Linked DNA regions of Rattus norvegicus: region 1 is linked to region 2. Evidence: chromatin contacts called from public Hi-C data. All regions are on one chromosome and are shown on one strand. Each heading gives the region's core, a stretch centred on a gene start, on an enhancer-like site or on the middle of the called end of the contact. The rest is flanking DNA. Distances are from core to core; before and after follow the strand shown. Region 1 overlaps Tigar (TP53 induced glycolysis regulatory phosphatase). Region 2 overlaps Fgf6 (fibroblast growth factor 6).

Region 1 (5,999 bases), core at 1,079-3,578, 62 kb before region 2:
TAAACAAAGGGGTTGAAAAGCACTGAGTCCAAAGCCCCCAACCGTGGGGCTCCGAATGGAGGGCCTTGGCCTCTTGTGTTTTCATCCTCTGCCCCTGCTGTTTAGAAGCAGGTGAGACTTGTGCCATAAAGCCCCACTGGGGTCCTGACTGTATCCGCTGTTAGTGGGAATCCACTCAGAGTCAGCCTGGTTTTTCTGAGACACCATTTTCTACCATGATTTTGTCACCCTGTGCTGTTATGTCTGTGAACTATTAACTTATGAGGACACTCAGCATTGCACACGGGGGATGAAGCCTTTTCTCCACATTCTCCTTTCATTGGCCTCTTCGATGTCTAGATGGTGTTGGCTGTTGAAGATCATTTAATGTTTTTCCACTCACTCACCAAGTGCTTGCAAGAAAGAATGGTTTAAATAATTCTCCCGCATTTGCAGTGATTGTGTCAGAGTCCACAGTGTTCAGACTGAAGCTTCTTACTGTCATCCGTGTGTAAAGGGAAATGGCTGAATGCTCTAGCGTCCTCTGGAGAAACTGGCTCTTGGGAATTATTATTATCATTGTTATTGTTATTATTGCCTCAAATACAGCTGAGGGACTGAAGGGACTAGGAGTACTTCCAGTTACCCTGAGAACCCCAGTTCAGATCCCTTTACCCATATTGGGCAGCTCACAGCTTCCTGGAACTCCAGCATCAGGGAGGCAGTGCCCGCTCTGGGCCTCTGCAGACACTTGCACACATGCACACAAATAAAAGTAGTAAAAGCAGCCTGGGGGAAGGAAGGAACACACTGCCTGATCAGACACATTACGATCCTCTGAGAAGAAGGCAAACACAGCTTTCCAGCAAAAGCGGTGGGGGTGGGGAATGCTCAAGTTACCCTCGCTTTGTATCCAAGCTGCCTGTGAAGACTGGTTGACCCATCCAAAGAAGAGGTGCTGAAAACTGGTACGCAGAAGGCTCAGAGGAGTGACCTTCCTCCAGGTGGCGCTGTCGGAAAGGGATTTTGATTGCTGCTCAAGAGTCCTCAATTAGGAAACTGGACTGCTAAAAATGCCAGGCCCACACTACAGCCTCAGGAAAATGTAACACTGGGCCCAGATATAGAGGAGTTTGACCAGGAAGAGCTGGTAGGATTGAGAGCTTACTGAACAGTAGGTGACAAACTTAAGAAACCTAGAAATACAGTTCACCTGCAAAGGGAGGTGTAGGTCAAGGCTCACCACAGTTGACTTGCCTGCTGTAAAGTGCTACTAGGTCCTTCTGTCTAGACACTTTGTGGGGGCGCTGCCAACACTTTGGGTACTGGTGGCCCCACACTAGGGATTTACTTGAGGTTCCAAATGCACGTGTACCTTGAACAAAGACATCACTGACATGAGTCCAAAGTGTGACCATGTTCTGAGAAACCAAAGGACATGATTATAAAGGCCGTAGAAAAGTCTCCCTATGGGTGACAGTGAACTTCAGTTCAAAAGTCATGTCGGCATTTGGGGTGAGTGTTGGGTTGTGTGAATCTGAGAGGAAAGTTATAAAAACCTGAGGAGTTTGGAGGTGTCGCTCAGTGGGCCCTGGCTTCCATCACAAGTGGAGAAAAATCAGAACAGAAACCTGCTTTTTTAAGAGAAATCCAGTGTTAGGTCACTCCCTCCGTGTAGAGCACCACTGGAAGTCCTGGTGCGGAGCTGCTGTGAGACAGAGCAGAGCTCATAAGCAGAGTGGGTGAGCAGCAGTATTGTTCTACTGCCTTTCAAATGCACATAAATACCCAGCTCTGTAGTCTTCCTTTTACCCGTACTGTTTGAGGGTATTTATTTGGGAATGTATGGCTCTACTTAATTGTAACCAGTATTCTACCGAATGAATAAAGATCTTTGGTTTATAGAGGGTGCTTAGGTCTGTTCAGTGTTCTGTAGGCACAGAGTCCTGGGAAGTCTCTGGTGGGAGCGGCTGTGAGACAGTCACACTGTGCATCAGGTTGGCCTCAAACTCAAGATGCTTCTTTCTGTCTCACCCCCTCAGTGCTGGACTGCAGCTCTGTACCTCCACACTGCCCGGGGAGTCTTACAGTGCCATTCCTGTGCAGTCTGGTGACTCCAGATCCTGTCTGACTGAGCCCCTGCTGCTCGCCTGTGTCTGTCAGCATTCAGCTCATGTGCTTTACTTCTTTAGACCAGCACGAGGTGCTGACTCCCTCAACTTTAGTAATCTGACAATTGAAAGCTGGGGTTACATGCTACCCTCCATCTGCTGAGAAGCCCACATGTACCCCAGTACATGGACAGCACCCCACCCCCACCCCCGCACCACTGATGACGCCTCTGCTATTCTTGGCTTGGTTTTTCTCAACCGCCCCGATGAGTCACTGAGTAATTTGACTATCCTGTTAATGTACATACAAACCTTCTAGTTGGTTGTACATTCTTTTAAAAAAAATTTTTTTTAGCGGTATGCGGTTTGCCTGTGTGTGTGCATGTGCACCATGGAGGCCACATGTCCCACATGCAGTTAGGGGTAGTTGTGAGCCAACATGGGGTGCTGGGAGCCAAACCTAGGTCCTCTCTACCTGCTCCTAACTGATGTGCCATCTTCCCACCCCTTCATTTGTTGTTGTAAAATACAAAAAAAAAAAAGTAAGGTTGCCTTTTATCCCCACTAGGTCTGGCACCTAACTGCCCCAAGATATCTGCCGGATATCTTAATTCTCAGTCAGCAAAGCATCTCACCCCCTCTGCTCCATCCCATATCACACTGCCAAAGGCCTCTCTCTGAGCCTGGCAGCCATCTCTCTACCCATCTAGTTCCCAAGGCAGGTTTCCATGCCAGAAACACATCCCAACTCTGGCGGATCAGACCAGCCGCCGCACACTTTCTTACGCTCAAACCATGACATAAAAGAACACACAACACAATAACCTTTGACCCAATTGATAAGATATAATTGCCCACCTAAACATAGCAAGCCCAGTACCATCCATCCCTTAAGAACATTAATAACAACTGTAAATACACAGAGCAGAATCTTAACGTCAGCTGCCATATTGTCCTGCCACGGCTTCTCTCCCTCTCCTGTCTCTTCCTCCTTTCCGTTCCAGTCTCCTCCTCTTCCTTCAAACCTCTCTCCCGCCCACCCTTCTTGTCCAATGACAGGCCTCCTTCTATCTTGTACCTGCCTCATTTGTGACATCATCCCACATATTTGTTCAGAGAGATTTTGTGTGTGTGAGTGTTTGCCTGCATGTATGTGTGTCTGCTGTGTGTTTCTGGTTCTCACAGAGGCCAGAAGAGGGTCCAGAGCCTCCTCTCCAACCGAAGTTACAGATGATTTTGTGCTGCCATGTGGATGCTGGGAACAAAACCCAGTACAGTTAAGCACAAGTGCTCTCTTAGTTGGTCAGCCATCTCCCCAGACTACTGTGCACTTTTAAATATAGGTTCAGTTTTCAAGTTTATTCAAAACGTGTCCAAAATGTTTAGATGTTTTTAGAAGAGATAAATATTTTGTATTGTGAATATTTGCATATATACATATTCATGTCGACATAATGGATTTATGAGTTAATGCCTTTGTTGTGTCTCTTCACTCTGTTAATGTAAGTCATATCCTAAGTGAAATGGGTCTTCCTAGGTGAATATACCCAGGCTTAATGATTGGCCAGCTACACAAGGACAGATGGACCACTCACCAGTCTGGGGAAAAAAAAAATTGGACAGAACTGCTGGTTTTGTGTTGCTGTAAAGAAATACCTGAACCGGGGTTGGGGATTTAGCTCAGCGGTAGAGCGCTTGCCTAGCAAGCGCAAGGCCCTGGGTTCAGTCCCCAGCTCTGAAGAAAAAAAAAAAAAAAAAGAATGAAAAAAAAAAAAAAAGAAATACCTGAACCAATCAACTTGCAAAGAAAAAAGCTTCATTTTTTGCCTACCATTTTAGAGGCGCTAACCCATGACCACATAACCCTATGGCTTGAGTCCTGTGGTGAAGCAACTGTTCATGGCAAGGAAAGGACCGAGTGAACTTCTCTCCTTAAGCTAAGAAGCACAAGCCAAGAGGCAAGGGCCTGGAGTCCATCATCCCTTCAAAGATACCGTCCGTCCCAATGACCTATGTCCCAATGACCTACCTAAAACCTCCTGAAGGTCTCACCCCCTCCTACTAGAGGATTCATTCAAACCTAAATTATAGCAGGCTCCAGCATGCCTTTCCTGCTTTATTCAAATACTGCATAAAAATACCCCATCAGTGTAAGGGTGGCGTCTGATGAAGTATCGTTTGTGAGATGCCACATCCTTTGTCCTCGTGAAGGATCTCCAAGGATGTCATTCTAACCAATGACTCCACGGGCTCAAACACCAGACCAGCTGAGCTTTGAAAATACGTTCTCCAAGCTGCTGAGCTGCCTGCAGGCTGTGCAGTGAGCTCCAGATATCCAGCTCTCAGGAGTCCTCACCCGAGCTGACTGGGGTGACACAGCCTTGTCATTTATACCCTTGCACATGACCCCTCACCCATACTCCTTTAAGTAACCCTGATGAACACGTTGGTTCGCCACGCTGTAGCTTAGAGCTTACCTCCCACCGTGGGTGGAAGGACTGGTGTTACCGATGGTGACCAGGTAAGGCGCACGGTGTAAGGCAGGGCTTCCTGAGAGAGCCTTAGGTCATTGGGCGTGAACTGACTAGTTGGGCCTCAGCCTCTTTTTCCTGCAGGTAAGTGGTTTTCCTCTGCCCCAGGCTCCCACCACAATGTGCTGACCCTCTACCACAGACCTGAAAGCAGAGGCCTTCTGGGTTGTGGACTAGAACTTCCTAAGTGTGGCTCAAACCTTTTATCTTCATAAATTGATCAGGCCCACTATTTGGCACTAATGATGGAAGACCACTATGACGTATTTCTGGTTAACTGAAGACTAATATGTATTTCTGGTTAACTGAGATTTCAGTGTGGTTATGCCAGTGTGTGTGTGTGTTTTGTTTTGTTTTGTTTTTTCAAATCAAAATTTATTTTAAGGAATCAGGTTATTAGAAGCCCAATGTTGATAAAATTTCATCTTTTTTTAATCAAAATTGCTGAACATGTTTATAAATGGAAGAAACTTTGAGAATTTTTTCCTTTTCCTATTCTGTTTTCTCCAGATTTTCCAATTTTACCCTTCTGTCTCAATATGCATTTATGCAGCCACACAGAGAGGACAAGAAACAGAAGCTGACAGAAATCTTATTTTTATTTAAAACTCAAGGACAGAAGTGGGGTTACATTTCATAAATAACTATAAATATAGAGTGATAGGCAGAATCTTTCAAATAAATAAATAAATATCGCCACGTGCAAAGGGACCTAAGAAATTACAAGACGACCTCGGCTCCGCCAAAAAGAAGGCCTCTCGGTGGTGTTGGGCTTGAGTTTACACCCAGTTAAGTTCTTTCTGGGCTTTCCACAGAGTTGCCTCAGTGGGCAGGCTTCCGGTGGCTGCTGTGCTGACCGATCCCCAGCAGGAATGAAAGCCAGCGAAGAAAAGGTTTGGGGTGCGTGGTACCTACTGCTATCTATGCACAGCATTTAGTAACTCAGAGGTGGAGGTGGTCACATTGGCTGCTGTTCCTCTGATAAGCAAAAAAACAGTGGGTCCATTTCTAAGTGGGTACATGATGACAGTGGAAAGCACGGAATTGTCTGAAGGACTGGGCCATTACTGTGCCCTTCAGTTCTCATTTAAGTAGAGGTAGAAAGGAGGTGCCCTTCGTCGAGGTCGACCACCAGCTAATAAGGTACAGAGGGGGGACAACCTCAAAGCCTGCCTAACACGTCTTGCTGTTCACTGTGAGGCTATGCTCACCCCAGGACAGCCCTGGGGTTTCTGGGACAAATGAAAGATGTCTTCCTTTAATGCCCTAAAAGTTCCCAAGAGTAGCTGCCATTGTGGGGTTAACCCCTGCAGGAGACCCCCACCCCCACCCCCCGACTCTAGCTAGTAAGTCCTGGATCCCATTTCACTTAGGAAAA
Region 2 (6,403 bases), core at 3,806-6,305:
AAGGGAAGGAAGGACAATTGTTACTCTGTGGCTATCTGTTTCTCAGGTGAGGCAGCACCCTTTGACCTATGTCCATGTCAACACATGTTTGGTCCGAGAGTCTCATGCTGCCGTGAGACTGGCAAACTAGCTTCCTTTGATCCACTTCGGGATCATGAATTGTCCTGAAGAGAATCTGAACCCTCCAAGGTTCCTCTCAGCCAACGGTGGAGACACCTTTTGAGACGTAGATTCGCCATGTAAGCAGCATCCTGGGGTCAGGGCTGTGGTTGAGATGGTAGGTCAGATGCCTTCCTTCCTTCCTCCACCACTAATCTGTCCTTCCAGAATCTCCTCTAACCTGGGACAGTTCAATTGGGAGCCTCCAACTTGTTCTTGCTTCCCAAGTTATCTCAAGCCTACCCTTGGTGACAAGCTTCTACCAGCAAGGCCACACCTTCTAAATCTGCCCCCAAAGTTCCATCAGCTGGAGAGTCAGTATTTAAACATTTGAGCCTAAGGGGACATTCTCACTTAAACCACTCCAGCACCACAACAATGAAGGCTTTTTTCCTTTTTATCAAATCTGAGAGCTTTAACTTCACTTATGGTCGGGAGTCTACAGGTCCATAGGAGTCTCACCAAGAGGATGGGCAATGATGGGGTCAAACTAAAACTGCACAGGACAGTTTCCCGCTGCCCATCCTGAGCCCCGTCAACCACTACCTCTTCCACCCAGATCTACTATTTTGCACCTGCAACAATGACTACATTTTAGATCCAAGAAGATGCAGTGTTCTCTCCCCATTCCTAGTAGCTTTTCTTTTCTTTTTTTTTTTTTTTCAGAGCTGGGAACTGAACCCAGGGCCTTGCGCTTGCTAGGCAAGCGCTCTACCATTGAGCTAAATCCCCAACCCCTCTTAGTAGCTTTATCTTCAAGCATCCTTGGTATTCTTCCAGAGATCTTTCTCCCTCTTGTCTTCCAGCCCCCAGCTTCTCCCCTGCCCTCAGTCCATCATCCTTAAAATTTCAGCTTCTTCAGGATGGATTCTCTGATCCACTTGTGTGAGGTCAAGGCCTTGTTCTAAGCTCCCCACCACACTGGAGGGTTTCTCTTCCATACCCTCATTGCCGTTTCCTGGAGTTATTTCATACCTGCCTTCCTTGGGAGTCTAGAAACCCATGTCACATTTGTCAACATTATATCCCCAAGGCCCAGCATGGTTTCTGGAATGAAGTAGGAGGTTTGAACTAGGAACTGCATGAATAAATGCAGGACTATGCCAAAAAACCACGAGGTTCTTCCAAGAATGTCTGGAGGTATTCGGAACTCAGCATCTCTCAAAGATGTGTTCTTCTTCCCAGGTGGTAAGCACAGGAGGAAGCTCATGGGAGAGGGGATTGTTAGAGCAAGAATAAGCAAGGGACTGGTAATGGCCTGAGGCTGGGAGGCCAGGAAGGGCATTGTGGGGGGTAGAGGGGTTTGCAGTCCTTTGTTCTCAGCGTCTTTACTCAATCCTAGGAAAGGACTTCATAAGAGATGATGGCTCGTTCTCCTGAACCCTCTCTGAGTCCCATCAGAGTCTATGGAGAGGGTTTGCAGGTTTACAGGGTAACATGCTCTTCAGTGATGGTGTTTGTCCTCATCCAGATTCTTTTTTGCAATATTAAAAAGTAATTACTTGTGGTAGGGGGGATGGGAGGAATTGGGAAGAAGAGAGAGATTGCATAATTTCTCCTTCATCTTTCCTCCCAACTCCTCTCACCCCCCCACGGTGAGTTTTTTTTTAAAATAAAGATGTATATAGTTTTAGTTTATACTTATGAGCCTTCGTGTATGTCAGGGTACCATGTGCATGCAATGCCCTAAGGGCCAGGAGAGATCGTTAGATCCCCTGAAATTGGAATAGTTGTGAGTTGTGGATGCTGGGAGCCGAATCCAGATCTGCTGGAAGAACAGCAAGGTCTCTTAACCATTAAGTCATGTCCCCACCTGAGGTGAGTTTTTATAATGCATATCTATGAGAGAATGGGTAAGGGTAACCGTGTTTCTCGAGCATCCTCCAAACTTACCCCAGCTCAGGATGAGATGTTTATTAAGTACTTCTAGGTGTGTGAATGAGTGAATGGATTCCAACACAGAAAATTGCTTATAACTTAGATGAAGATGGGGGGGGTGCTGTAGTCTCCTTATGTGTTTGGTCATATCCTTCCCCCTTTTGGACAAATACCCTATTAGCAATAAGAGTAATAGGCTCCCACAATTTCTTCCTGCCTTCATCGCCCACAGCACCGGAAACCTTTATCTGCCTCCCCTCACTTCCCTCACTTCCTGGCTCCCAGATAGGGGGTAGGTAGACAGGTAGACAGTTAACAAAAGAAAAAATTAACTACAACCCAGAGATTTGTTGTCAAGTTTAATAGGAGGGGCAGAGTCAAACAGTTTAGAGAAACGTATAAAAAGACCTTTAACTTCTTGCTGGGACGTGTTATGGTTTGTGCATAGCACATACATATTAAAAAAAAAATAGAAGCATCACATTTCTCAAGCACATGACTGAACAGCTTCTGGCTCTCCTACCTACCGCCCTCAAGTTTGAGGATGGTTCTGCACCAGAACCCAGCCCGAGGTCCTTAACAGTGAAGACAAAGAGAACCGTGTCTGAGGCTGGGATTTCAGTAGTTCATGAGGTATACAAACATGGTTCCGTTTTGGCTGTCTGCATGCTGCCCTGGAGTCAAGATCTGGTTGGGGTAGCCATTCGCCTTCTGCTTTGGGAAGAGGCGCCGTCCACTCAGACGTAAGCACAGGCTGCGTATTTCTGTAGGTTCCAGCCTTGTCCCCAGCATTCCTGTATTTGGTGTTTTCTTTCCCTCCCCTCAGGAAAGTGAGATGAATGGCTGGTCCGTCTTGGAAAGGGAGGTTAAGAGTGACTCACAGATCCACTGTGCAAGGAATTGTCACCTGTTCTGTAACAAGTGGCGTAGAGCTTATCTTGGGGCGGGGGGAGGAAATGTAAGGATAGAAAGTGTAGAAGACTTCTAGCTTAGCTTTGTACAAAAAAGGAACAGAAGGGAATCTTAGTTGAGATGCTATACTGGCGTCATGGGGGCCAGTGGCCACACATTGTAACTGGTTGCCCAAGCGACCACAGCACCAATGACAAGGGCAATGGGTGTCGTGGACTCTTCAACATCCTTCCTTCCTCAAAACTCACACAGAGTGAGAAGCTGGAAAACGTGTGGTCTTGGGGCAGGAAAAGGGGCTCAAAGCCCTACAGGGAGAACGTATGTCCAAATGTGGGACGGAATCAGATTTCAGGCCTGGGTTTCTAGAGATACATGTCTAAAATGAGGACAGGTTGTACTCTGACTCAGATGACAAGAAAAAAAAAACCTGTTCTTCTTAACCATAGTCTGGTTGTGACTAAGAGCTTGGAGCTTGTGTGATGGCAAGTTCGTCGGTCGAAGAGACTGTGGGCTGCAGCAGCAGTCTGGGAAGGGTATGAAGGGTATTAATGATCAGATTGCTTACTCTGTCTACATCGAAAATAGGAATCAAAGAGGTGTCATGAGGCAGTGGAACAATACAATGTTTTGCCCGCATGTCTGTGCACTGTCCCTGGAGCCAGGAGAGAGAAACTGGTAGACATTAGGGAACCATTACAGATGGTTGTGGCCATCTTGTGGCCTCTGTAAAAGCATCAAGTGCTCTTGGCCAACGAGTCAGCTCTCCAGCTTAGCCCCCATGAGTTTCTAGAATGCACGCCGTTGGTGAGAGAATTACAAACAACCGTTTCAAGGAGTGCAGGCAACCAGTTAGGAAGTAACACTCCACCCCTGTGCATAGTAGCAGGACAGACAGGATCAGCAGCAGCACCTCTCACTGATGTTTTTTTTTTCTGCTCTTGTCCCATTCCTTAATTTGCCTGTGGACTGAGTTTGACTTGTGCAAAGCGTAAGTCACTTTAGGTCAAAGAGAAACTTCTTAAGAGAATTTCTTTGCAGGAAAAAAAAAATCGAAAGTATGAACCATGCATTGAACCAGTTCAGCAAAATCCTGGGGCCAGCTAGAGAACCCAGCTTCTCACCACCGAAATCAGTCATAGGAAATCCTGTGCTGCTGTGGGGCAGGCGAACACCAGGCCTGCCCCATCCAGGGGCTCTGTAGCTTCTCTTTCTTACCCGGAGCATGAAAGGTAGGAAGGGATAGTCGATGAAACTCCTTGTCAGGATTTGAGTAGCTTCATGAGCTTCAACAAAGAGACAAGATCTAGAAGCCCAGAGTCTTGCAGTCTCTCTAGATTTCATTGACTCAAGGCATGTATGCATAAAGACCTAGAAAGGAAGGCAGGAAGGGAGGAAGGGAGGCTGGGGGTTGACTTTCTCGAGGCTTAAAATATTTCCTCCTATCTGTCCAGCAGTACCCAGCCCCAGCTGTCCCGTTCATATGGTTACATCAGGAACGAATGCGCATGAAATTCCAAGTGACCCCACTTCTGATAAGCCTTATAAAAGCATTGATGATAACTGGCAAAGATGTCTTAAAAGAGAAGATGGCTTTCTCCTTCCCAGATGACTTGAACCTCATTATCCAAGAAGTTAATATGGATCAATTTTTCTCCCCTTTAGACCCGATCCAAGACTCGTTTCTTCCAAGTTTCCATCCAAAGCTTGAGGATGTCCACATGCTGAACTCCTACCATCTGTTAACTCTTATCTAGCTCTGGCCTTTCCCCCCTCTCTTATCACATGTCCGCCCTGACACTTTCAAGCCAAAGGAGGAAGCCAGAATGATGTGTGTCTTTTGCATTGCCAAACCCCACCCATCCGCAGCTCAGAATCCCTGAGTCCAGATCTGTCTATAGAGGGGTGCATCCACGAATAGAGAGGTATGTTGAAGACAGAGGTATTTGCAACAGATGAGGGGATTGTCTTGCAGGTCAGGGCTCCCAAGGGTAGCTGAGGGTGTCAGGTCATTTTGTGACATATGCTGAAAATATTTGTGCACTGATATGGCTCTCTCTGGTGTCAGATTTAGGAACATTCCAACGCTTCAGGAATCTGCGGGCTCTAGACAGACCGCATTTATAGTCTCTCAGGGAACCACAGTTTAAAATACTCTCAAAGGACAAGAGGCAAGAAGGCATTGTGGAGCAAGGAGCCACTTCAGCTTGGCTGCCTGAATCCCGGGATTATCACACCTCCCCTACTGGAGTGAGGAAGAGGGGCTAGAGGTCACAGCGCCCAATTCTTCTGCATCCAGGTGGCATTGTGTGTGCAAACTTCGGCTGAGTGAGAAGGAAGTAAGGGTATCGGGTGAGAAGTTGGGCGAGTTTCCTGGACATAGTTGGAGAGGGATCACCACGGCGAGTCCAAAGCCTCTGCTCTGGACTTCCTTCATGCCCTAATTTGCACACTGCTCTTCCTTGCCAGGGAGGTTGCCATTATTAGGATCCTTGTCATCTGAGGTTAAAATAAGACCTGGTTCAAAGCGAGGAAACGTTATGGGCAGGCAGCCTGGTGCTGGCCCGTTCTTGGAGCCATACACAGTTTGAAGCCCTTTAGGCAGAATGGCTCTCTACAGAACGTTCAGTCCCTCTGCCTCCACAGATCTCCCCAATGGCCCCCGTCCTGGTCTATTACTTTCTTCCAAGGAGGGGATCCCCTTCTCTCCCAGTCATCCCTAACAACACATCATAATGTCCCCAGAGCCCCAACGGGCATGGAAGCCAGGGTGCAGGTTACCTTTCTTTTTCCTAGTTTACAATTATATTTTATACCCTACCTTCCTCCTAGCACAGAAAAGATAGCTGCTCATCGTGACTCAGACAACTGGATGGATAGATGATCAGGAAAAAGGTAGAATGGGATACATCCCAATCCTTCTGACAAGTGATGCTCTGACAGGCAGATTCCTGCAGTGCCGACGTTGGGAGAAAGAAACTCGGTATTCTAAAATGCCGCTGCTCTGAGAATCTACGCAAAGATGCATGGATCTGCACGGACACACGCACACTCCTGTCTCGGCTTTTTCTTATGCACAGGGCCACACGATTCGAGAGCCGTCCATATTGTCTCTCCTCTGGTGAGGTCGAAGCACAGGATCCACTGCCATCCTGAGATGTGAACCGCAAACCCTCAGCCATGTGGGTTATATACCGTGCGCTCCAGTGGCCGAGGGAGCCAACCCATCTCTTCAGGCACAAGACAAGACAGACTCAGAAGTCACGGGATAGGAGTGGAAGTGTAAAATTCCAACAGAAAAGAGGCAGAGGTCACCCCGTGAGCCTTCATCCATGGGTCCTTATATCCTGGGGAGGAAGTGAGTGACAGTCATGATTGGGGACACCTTGCTGCCCCGCTTTACCCGTCCATATTTGCTCAGTGCAATGTAGGTCCCTCTGTACAGGTCGGACTCGTA

The links. Hi-C and Micro-C count contacts between places; a contact is called where the count stands out from the background.
Region 1: a contact with region 2 is called in a Hi-C map of the A7r5 cell line, with 2.9 times the contacts expected there. The contact joins two enhancer-like sites. A contact is called at or near these places in 5 of 12 Hi-C or Micro-C datasets (the A7r5 cell line, the Rat2 cell line, Schwann cells and 2 more).

What each region holds. Positions count from the first base shown.
Region 1 is chr4:161,609,195-161,615,193 of GRCr8, reverse strand. Tigar (TP53 induced glycolysis regulatory phosphatase) reads left to right here. Exons shown (of 6, transcript NM_001395051.1): 6 at 1-1,888. The coding sequence ends at 26. It overlaps Fgf23 (fibroblast growth factor 23), which reads right to left. Exons shown (of 3, transcript NM_130754.2): 3 at 5,203-5,999. Among named protein-coding and RNA genes, the nearest start is that of Fgf23, 12 kb to the right of the region's middle. Within about 2 kb of position 2,328, at least 1 of the 93 cell types and tissues checked has an H3K27ac peak or open chromatin away from gene starts, as enhancers often do. A contact at or near this core is called in the A7r5 cell line, where this site is marked.
Region 2 is chr4:161,549,508-161,555,910 of GRCr8, reverse strand. Fgf6 (fibroblast growth factor 6) reads right to left here. Exons shown (of 3, transcript NM_131908.1): 3 at 6,287-6,403. The coding sequence ends at 6,287. Among named protein-coding and RNA genes, the nearest start is that of Fgf6, 12 kb to the right of the region's middle. Within about 2 kb of position 5,055, at least 7 of the 93 cell types and tissues checked have an H3K27ac peak or open chromatin away from gene starts, as enhancers often do. A contact at or near this core is called in the A7r5 cell line, where this site is marked.